Linked DNA regions of Mus musculus: region 1 is linked to region 2. A link is a contact called in public Hi-C data. All regions are on one chromosome and are shown on one strand. The core of a region is the stretch at or near the end of the contact, and the rest is flanking DNA. Distances in the headings are between cores, read along the strand shown.

Region 1 (4,579 bases), core at 1,687-4,186, 650 kb after region 2:
CTTCTCAGAGCATGAGACTCCTGAGGGAAATTCTCATTTCTCTGTGGGTCCATTGTTTCAACAATCTAATAGTCAATTGAGAAACACAAGTTTCTCTTTAGAATATCTTCGTTCCTGGCAGGCTGTGTTACACTAACACTTGTTAGATTTTGATGTCTGTATAGAAAAACAAGTTTGGAGAGCCAGTTCCACTAGCCAGGACCACTGAGGAGCAGGGGGCTGCTTTCCACGGCACAGGACCCCACTCTGCTGGAGAGCATCTACGGTCTGCATCCTCCCCCAGATCCTCCTGAGACCCTCAACCTCTGGCCCCTGCTCAGCCTCCTCCCTGCCTATCATCCCCTCCACCATCAGCAGTCTCCTTAACGGCTTTCACTTCCCGGAGTTTTAGTTACCCATGATGAATGGCAGTTCATGGAAAAGATTAATGTGTGTTCTGAACAAATTCATGTAAATTTTGGTACATATTGTTGGCATTTTGTCTAGGCTCTGCCCCACAGTTACCTGGCAACAGCCAGGTGTGCCTGACTCACTATAAAAGGGGCTGCTCGCCCCCTTCTCGCTCTCTTGCTCTCTTCTCTTCTCTTCTCTTCTCTTCTCTTCTCTTCTCTTCTCTTCTCTTCTCGCTCTTGCCCCTTACCCTCTTCTCTCTCTCCCCATTCCTCTCCGCACCCCCTCTACACATGATCATGGCCAGCCTCTACTCCTCTCTATGTAAACTCTAATCTATACTATACCATCATGTGTGGCTGGTACCGCAGGGAAAAGGGATGCCTCAGCATGGGCCCAAAGGGACACCCCTTCCCCTACACCATACCGTGCCTCCCTCAAACATATTCCTTCCTTCTTATTTTTTTAATAAAACACAAATATAATATTGTTGTGCATGCTATATTTTATTCTTAGTTGTTATTCTCTATACCTAATTTATATCCTAAACTCCATCATAGGTGTATATGCAGAGGGAAGGTGTAGTGTCCAAGATAGGGTTTGGTACTATTCATGGCTTCCAGCATCTGCTGAAGGACTTGGGACATGTCTGCTATGGATAGGGGGAGGCACTGTAATGTGAAGAGCTAGTGGACAGATATAGTGATGTAGGCCTGAATTCCCAGTGCTTGAAAGATGAGGCAGAATCCCCAAGATACGGGGCAAGCTTGAGGCTAGCCTGGGCTACATAGGCAAACCCTGAACCACCAATAACTAAAACAAAATAAACAACTGAAAGAGATTAGTGGTTTTCTACCCATACGTCTCTGTGTGGTCTTACTGGTTACAGTGAATTTAAACTACTTTAGAACACTTCTTTTCTTTCTTTTTTCTTTTTTAGCTTGCTGCATTTCAGTTTGTTTGGTTTTTGTTTGTTTTTTTTTTTTCAACATTTTATTATGAAGCTGTACAAACACAAGCACTGGGCAGGGAACCACTATCGGTCCACCACCTCTAGTTTATAGGGACAAGTTACTCTGCCTCCTTTGTTACACCGCTGTCCACCCATCCTTCCACCTACCAGCATCAACCTATCATATGTTTAAGCCACTGTACAGATCACCCAAAACACTTCAGCACAGCCCCAATCCAGTATTTGCTCACGGGTTTATTTTTGGTGACACAGTTTGCAAACAGAGACATTAGCAACTCTGACGTGTACAAACGCTACAGTGTTGACGAGTACAGGCACACGGATAACAACCTCTCCCTCAAGATACAGAGCACTGTGGTCACTGGCCACACACTCTCTCCTGACCTCTCCTAGTCCATCCCCACCCATCCCAGGGGAATGGCCGACGGGATGTGCTTCACCAGAAATGGCCTTACCTGGTGACGACTTTCTCATAAATAACCTTCCTTCTCTCCTCTCTCTGAGCATGGCTGCCTATCCAGGATGCTGAGGCGTTCCTTCCCTTATGTTTCTATCAGTGATCCACTGTGTGACTGAGTCACAGAAAGACCGTTCTCCTCTTGACTGCAACAATTATTTAATAAAGAAAAGTATTATTCATTAGCAAGTTTCCTCTTAGGGGTGATGTGGGGGGTCTAAGAGACAGCTCAGATGGAACAAGCACTTGCCGCACAAAGCAGACACCCAAGGGTGCTCCTCAGAGCTCCCTATGGAAGGAGAGAACCAACCCCTGAGAAGTGTCCTATGACCTCTGACAGGCGTGCTGTGGCATTCCCAAACACGCACATGATCAGGACTGATACCTGGATTGAAAAAATAATCCTGTTAAGAATTCTTTCATCATCTAAAGCTAGCAGGAGGCCAGCAAGATGGATCAGCAGATGAAAACACTTGCCTCCAAGTCTGAGGACCCAAGTTCAATCCTAGGACCCACACGGTAGACACAGAGAACTGACACTCACAAGTTTATCCTCTGACCTCCATGTGTGCATGCACACACCCCCACATACATGCACATACAAATGCAAATAAAAATATTAATGACTAAAGCTAGCACATCCACCAACTGGGAATGAAACATCTAAAGGCTGCTTGCTGTTCAGTAGCTGCAAGTGGGGCATGAGGCAGGCCTGGGTCACTGCTGTCTGTAATAGGATGTCTGTTGGTTTGTTCCAGAATTTTGCTCTGGTCCTGGTGACATATATCTAACCTTCTGTTCTTTGTCATAAAACAAAAAGGTATTTTTTTTCTAGGTAACTGTTTTGGTGAGTGTCAAGAATCCTTTGAACTCATATACACTGTAAAAAGATCTAACGGATGGTAGGTGTTCATCTGGACGGTTCCTTAAGTCTGTGGCTCTTTCCTGTCATAGTGGCTTAGCCCCAGCTGTGTGCTAACTGTGCTGGGCCTGGGGAAGCAACTGGAAGAAAGAAAGAAAACAGATGCAGATATTCTCCTCATGGGGCTTGTAGTCTGGTGAGTCACACAGACACCAAGCAACTCATTGTTTAATTGCCAGTGTGACCATACTACCAGAGCTAAAGGCAGCTGCGGAGGGTGTGGCAGGGTTGCCCCAGGAGACCGAGTGCAAACAGGAGGGAGAGTAAAATAGGCGAAGGAGAAGGAGCGGGTGGAACCCAGATCTGCAGGAGCGAGATTTGCATAATAGAAGGCTGTGTAACCAAAGGGTTACAGGGGACATAACTGATATGAAGATGTGGGGAAGGAAGCCCTACGGGGAGGAAGTTCAGACTGCTGGACCCAGCTTTGTCGGATTTTACTGACTGTTCAAACTATTGGTCTTTGACCCTGGAGTTCCTATTTGAAGATTAGGTGAGGTTGTCTGGTCTGTACAATCTTTAAGTTTCTGGTGCTCCGGAGAGCAGTGCCCTGCATCAATCTGAAGAAGGGGGCGGGGAGGTGGGAGGGCGAGGCAGGAGTGGAGGAGGGGCATAGCACAGGATGGAGACAGGGAAGGAGGGAGGGATGGTTTTAGGTAGAAGTTTGAGAGTTGTGTCTTGCAGAGGTCACCAGTTGCAAAGTGAGTGGGAGCAAGCTCAGAACCTAGATCTTGGCTTGGCTACCCTCACAGGTACAGCACTGCGAGGGGTGGGCAGTTTAAACAACAGGTTAGTGCCGTGCTGTGAGTTCACAATGCCATCAGGGTTGCTTCTTTCCTGGCCTCCTGCTCACAGCTCCTCCCGTGGCTTCCCCTGGGCTCTCCCAGAAGGGGAGAAGGATGTTTAGAGATGTATATTGAATCCTCTTCCTATAAGAACACCAGTCCTTGAAGGAGATGAAGGGGTTTGCAACCCCATAGGAAGAACAACAATATCCACTAACCAGACCGCCCCCCCCCCCCTCAGAGCTCCCAGGGACTAAATCACCAACCAAAGAATTCACATGAAGGGGACCCATGGCTCCAGCTGCAGAGGATGGCATTGTCTGGCATCAGTGGATGGAGAGGCCCTTGGTACTGTGAATGGTTTGATGCCCCAGTGTAAGGGAATGCCAGAGTGGTAAGGTGGGAATAGGTGGATGGGTGGGCAAGCACCCTCACAGAAGCAGGGGGAGGGGAAGGGGAGGGGGTTTCCTGAGGGGAACTGGGAAAGGGGATAGCATTTGAAATATAAATACATAAAATATCCAATAATAAAAAAATAAAGAATGCCAGTCCTATCAGGTGAGGATCCCACCCTAGTGACGTCACTTAACTATCTCCATAAAAGCCCTTTCTCCATATAGTCAGCATAAGGACAAGGAGGGTAGCTCAGCTCAGTCCACAATAAGACAGATGCTGGGGAAACCAGCCAGGAGGCCTGGGAGAGCGCAGGGGCAGCCTCCTTTTCAAGGAGTAGCAGTAAGAAGGGACGATGCTGTGCAGAAAGGTCTGTGAGAGTCACAGGTTGCTTCCCAGGGAAGGGACAGGAGGGAAGACATTGATAAGTTTCTACAGTTAACCTGCTGAACGATAGCACCCCAAAGACACGTCTACACCCCAACCCTAGAAGTCTGTGCACATGACCTTACATAGAAAAAAAATTTCATTGAAAAATGCAATCAGGGGCTGGCAAGATGGCTCAGTGGTTAAGAGCACTGACTGCTCTTCTGAAGGTCCTGAGTTCAAATCCCAGCAACCACATGGTGGCTCACAACCATCCGTAACGAAATCTGATG
Region 2 (4,399 bases), core at 1,849-4,348:
ACCCAAACCACAAGAACCAAAGCAGAATTAAAAAAAAATTAAAGAAGATCAAATAACTTAGAAGAGTAGAAGACTTAATCTGCTATCAGACTTTTAAATATATATACAAAGCAATGCAACGGCAAGGAGCAATGCTTGCAAAAATCAGAAGTATGATCCTAGAATTTTATTACTGGATGAACTTTCCTTCACATACCAAGTCTATAGAGCACTGGTTTAAGATACAAGAATTTCAGGAACTCTGTACCCATAAGCCCTTCTTAAACAATGTGTCACAAGACGAATTTTACCCAACCAACAGACCAGTGAGTAAACTATAGAGGAAAAGTGATGGCACAGAATGTGAGTGTACATGTACATAAAATCATATAGTCATATATATATACACACACACACACACACACACACACACACACACACACACACACACATATAGTCATGGATGAAGACAGTGTTAGTAAACCAACTGCTGTATATACAATGTTGATAGAACTAAGAAAGGAAGTGTACATATAAAGCTTTCAAAAGAATTCACTGCTCAGGGTTGGAGAGATGGCTCGGTGGCTAAGAGCACTGATTACTCTTCCAGAGGTCCTAAGTTCAATTCCCAGCAACCACATGATGGCTCACAATAATCTGTAATGGGGTCCTATACCCCCTTCTGCTGTGTCTGAAGACAGTGACAGTGCACTCAAGTACATAAAACAGAGAAATAAATCTGGATAGATATTTTTACAAGTCCCATAAAATAGGAGTGAAGGAACACTTCTTTAATGAAAATTTATGTCTCTCCACAACTGTATATTTGCTTACCTATCTGCCTGTTCTCTCTAACTATGCACTTTTCTACCTAGCTGTCTTATTCCTAAGGAGAGTGATTTAGGAATAGTCTAGGGGTACTGCCCCTGGACTAGACACAGAGCAGAAGTGCCCCTCTGCACTGTTATCACCCGACACGCAGTTGGTGACATTAAGCTTATGCCAGCAGACAAGTGAGATTAATTAGGTATAAAGTAGAGAAGTTGTCTCGGTGTGCATATGATATGATACACTACCAAGAATGTCAATGATAAAAGTAGCCCTCGCAATGAAAGAAATCACCAGAGAGTCAGAATGTACAGCGAACAGAATCAATAATCTTCATCCACACAAATGCAATCGGTTACAGAGCATAAACAGTGCATGAACCCAATTTACAAATAGCAACAAATGCAGTCAGATATTTTGAAATAAACCTAATAACTTGTGAGCTTGGTTCAGGAACAGCAGTGACATATTTGTGTAAAAACTAGCTTGATACAGCTGCCTATCAGTGCCAATTTTCTGACTCTGATAATTACAGTGTGGTTATGAAAGGAAGAGTTAATTTTATGGGATATTCACTTGAGTATTTGAGACTAAGTGGCCATTATACCTGCAATTTATTTTTGATAATGCAGGAAAATTTCACATATGCTTAGAAAACCATATGTAATGCATCTATGTATATGTTTGCATGAGTGCACATAAGGAGACAGAGATAGAAAAGGCAAGAGAATGATGAAGCAAAAGTGAGCAAATGTTAAAATTTGGAAAACTGAGGAATATAAAATTATTTGAACTATTTTTATTATTTTCATGTATGTTGGAAACTATTTCTAAATAGCAACATAAAAAGCCTGGTACTGGCTATATAAACAATGGCAGGGTGTTTTGGTTTTTGTTTTGTTTTTTTTTTTTCTTCTCATTTTTGCTATCTTTTTAGTATATGTGAGTGTTTTTCTGCATGCATGTATTGTATGTACACAGTGTGTATGCCTGGTGCCCAGAGAAGCCAGAAGTGGGTGTTAGAGCCTTTGGAACTGGAGTTAAGGATGGTTGTAAGCCACCATATGCATTCTGGGAATCACACCCAGTTCTAGCTGAAGAGCAGCAAATGCTTTTAACCATTGCACCATCCCTCTGACTCCAAACAAGAGGGACCACTGCAGCCATTGAGGATAGAAATGTTGCGAGTTAAATTTATATGTGCAGTTATCAAGGTTCTATCCTCAAGAGAGGATTAATGTGTTCATTGTGATGGTGGTGTCTTTAGTGCAAGAATTTACTTGCTGATGATCTCTCTCAATTTCGGATTTCCTACCCTCAAAAATGTGAGCAAAATAAACCTCTGATAAATTACTTAGCAGTGCAGAATGAGTTAGGACAAAAGGAGTAAGAAAAGAAAATTCAAGTAGAGTTCTGTGTACTGGTCTGCCAGTCCAGTAAGGCTATTACATCCCCGGGAAAGGATGCTCATAAAAAAAGTCAGAGTTTGCCTGAGTGGGTGTACCAATAAGGAACCTTGAACAGCAAGCTAGACAGTGCAGGGCCTTGACGTTTTGTTTTTGGGTCATGCCAACCAATGAACATGGATAGAGAGGAGGAGAGTGTATATATTGATATTTAAGGGATTTTAACTCAGTCAGTACTTTTATGATGGATGTATGCTGTTCCAAGCTTCCAATAAAGAGCCTTTGAGAGTCCATAAAAATCAACATTCACAACAGATGTGAGTTTCTGGCTAAGTAGGTGAGGCAGGTAAAGTCGCATTAAATTGGGGTAGAGTAAGATCATTCTGGTTGCATAGAACAGCGTAGAATTTGGGAGAGTGCTTTAAAGAATGCTTCAAGAGATTTTGCAGATTATCTGGACAGGAAGCAAGAGAAGTGCAAACTGTAATACTGGCTAAGGGTCTTTGGCAGCCTTGAGTAAGACCAGATGATGGCAGCTGGTCAAAGGGGCCTTAGCTCTAGGGCCTTTTTCCTTAAAGCCAGACAGTCTAAAGCTCCACCTATTTCTGGACCAGTGTCTCACGTTTGGCTTCATGTTCTTTGCTCACACTGGGACCCTTCTCTTCATCAGCAGGCACACAAGCCTCTGCGAGATCTGCCCTCCTCCCCCAGTCTGTGCATAGCTGGCTCCTGTGTGGTGGCCCTGCACTTTAACACTGAATGGATTCCAGGCATCTGCGTTCAATTGCTCTTAGTGAAAAACCAGAAAAGCATTATGCTTCCCCAGAATTACTCCCCCAGGGCAAGAGAACAAATGATTCACTGGGAAGCAATGGAGAACACAAGCGCTAACATTCATCCGATCCAGGACTGAATACTTCATAAGCTCAGGGCCCTGTGAAGCCAGGCTGCATGTTTAAGAGCAGTTGGCAGAAGGACCTTCAGGGCTTAAGGATGAACTCCTGCTGTGAACCCTGGGGGCACCACCCTTATCTGTCATCGTGCTTGCAAGGATAAGGGCTTCTCATCACTACTTTTCAGAGCTGGCAAACAAGTCACGCTGACTACTCCGTGTTCTGCCTCTCAGGTCGCCTCCGAGGTAAAGCTCCCTGTTTCATTTGATGCAGCATCTTTATGTTCAGTAGTATATAAAGGATCCCAGAATATCAAAGGACCACGGTCTCATGAATCTCTAATTAGTTAGAGGAAACTGAAACCTGGCATGATGAAACATTTTTTAACAGAGGCTGTAGTTAGTCTCTATGGACCACAGGTCCATGCGCTTATTCAGCTCCTTCTAGCATTCTGCTGCCTGAGCTGCTGCAGGATAGATTCATGCAAAAGAGAGCACTTCCTAGGAAGAGACCAAGGGAGTTGCATGTCACTGCTATGTCCACATCTGCTCAGGGAGGAGTTACCTGACAATAGAGGCCCCTTTGGAGTGATTGTGTTGCTTTATAATTTGGTTTAAGAGTAAAAAGGAAGAGGGATGACAGGGAAGTGGTATCTAGAATATTTTATATTAAGTAAGTTCTTAATTGATACATGAAAACACACAAATATGTTTATGAGGTACAATGGTCACAATGTGGTTATCATATTTGTACCTTTAAATATTCAAATACCCTTCCTTCAGTTCATTCAAGATGGAAGCACAATACTGTTACCCAGAGTCACTTTGCCATGCAACCGCACAGGAGAATTCCTAGTCCCATCCAACAGTTCCTTAATGTCCACTCAGCACCCTCCCCCATCGCCCCATCTCTATTCTTCCAAACTCCCAGTAAATTTCAGTTCCTTAAATGTCTACTCAGCACCCTCCCCCATCACCCCATCTCTGTTCTTCCAAACACCCAGGAAATTTCTTAACTCAACCTAAACTTTGTGCCTGGAATGATTTGGGACTTGGCTTTCAGCCTATCTTTCTAGCTCCGATTCCTGTGCTCTCCCTGCAGGTGTTCTCTGCTCTGGCCACTTTCCTGCTCTGCCCCTAATAATGTCCTAAACTCTCAACTCACTGCCATCTCCACATCCATAGCTCTGTGGGTGCTCATGTGCCAGAAATGTATGTTCCATCCAACCCTTAGCTAGCCCCCTTTCTGTCCTACAGTGACCATCTCAGCTCTGGTGTCCTACAGAAGGCCACT

The links. Hi-C and Micro-C count contacts between places; a contact is called where the count stands out from the background.
Region 1: a contact with region 2 is called in a Hi-C map of adipose-derived mesenchymal stem cells, with 2.5 times the contacts expected there. The contact joins two enhancer-like sites. A contact is called at or near these places in 1 of 484 Hi-C or Micro-C datasets (adipose-derived mesenchymal stem cells) and 1 of 115 datasets of contacts at active chromatin or transcription factors (pancreatic cancer cells).

What each region holds. Positions count from the first base shown.
Region 1 is chr11:67,015,030-67,019,608 of GRCm38.p6, forward strand. No RefSeq gene overlaps it. Among named protein-coding and RNA genes, the nearest start is that of Tmem220, 7.8 kb to the right of the region's middle. Within about 2 kb of position 2,937, at least 77 of the 459 cell types and tissues checked have an H3K27ac peak or open chromatin away from gene starts, as enhancers often do. A contact at or near this core is called in adipose-derived mesenchymal stem cells, where this site is marked.
Region 2 is chr11:66,364,428-66,368,826 of GRCm38.p6, forward strand. All of the region lies in intron 2 of Shisa6 (shisa family member 6), which reads right to left. Among named protein-coding and RNA genes, the nearest start is that of Gm45945, 93 kb to the left of the region's middle. Within about 2 kb of position 3,099, at least 19 of the 459 cell types and tissues checked have an H3K27ac peak or open chromatin away from gene starts, as enhancers often do. A contact at or near this core is called in adipose-derived mesenchymal stem cells, where this site is marked.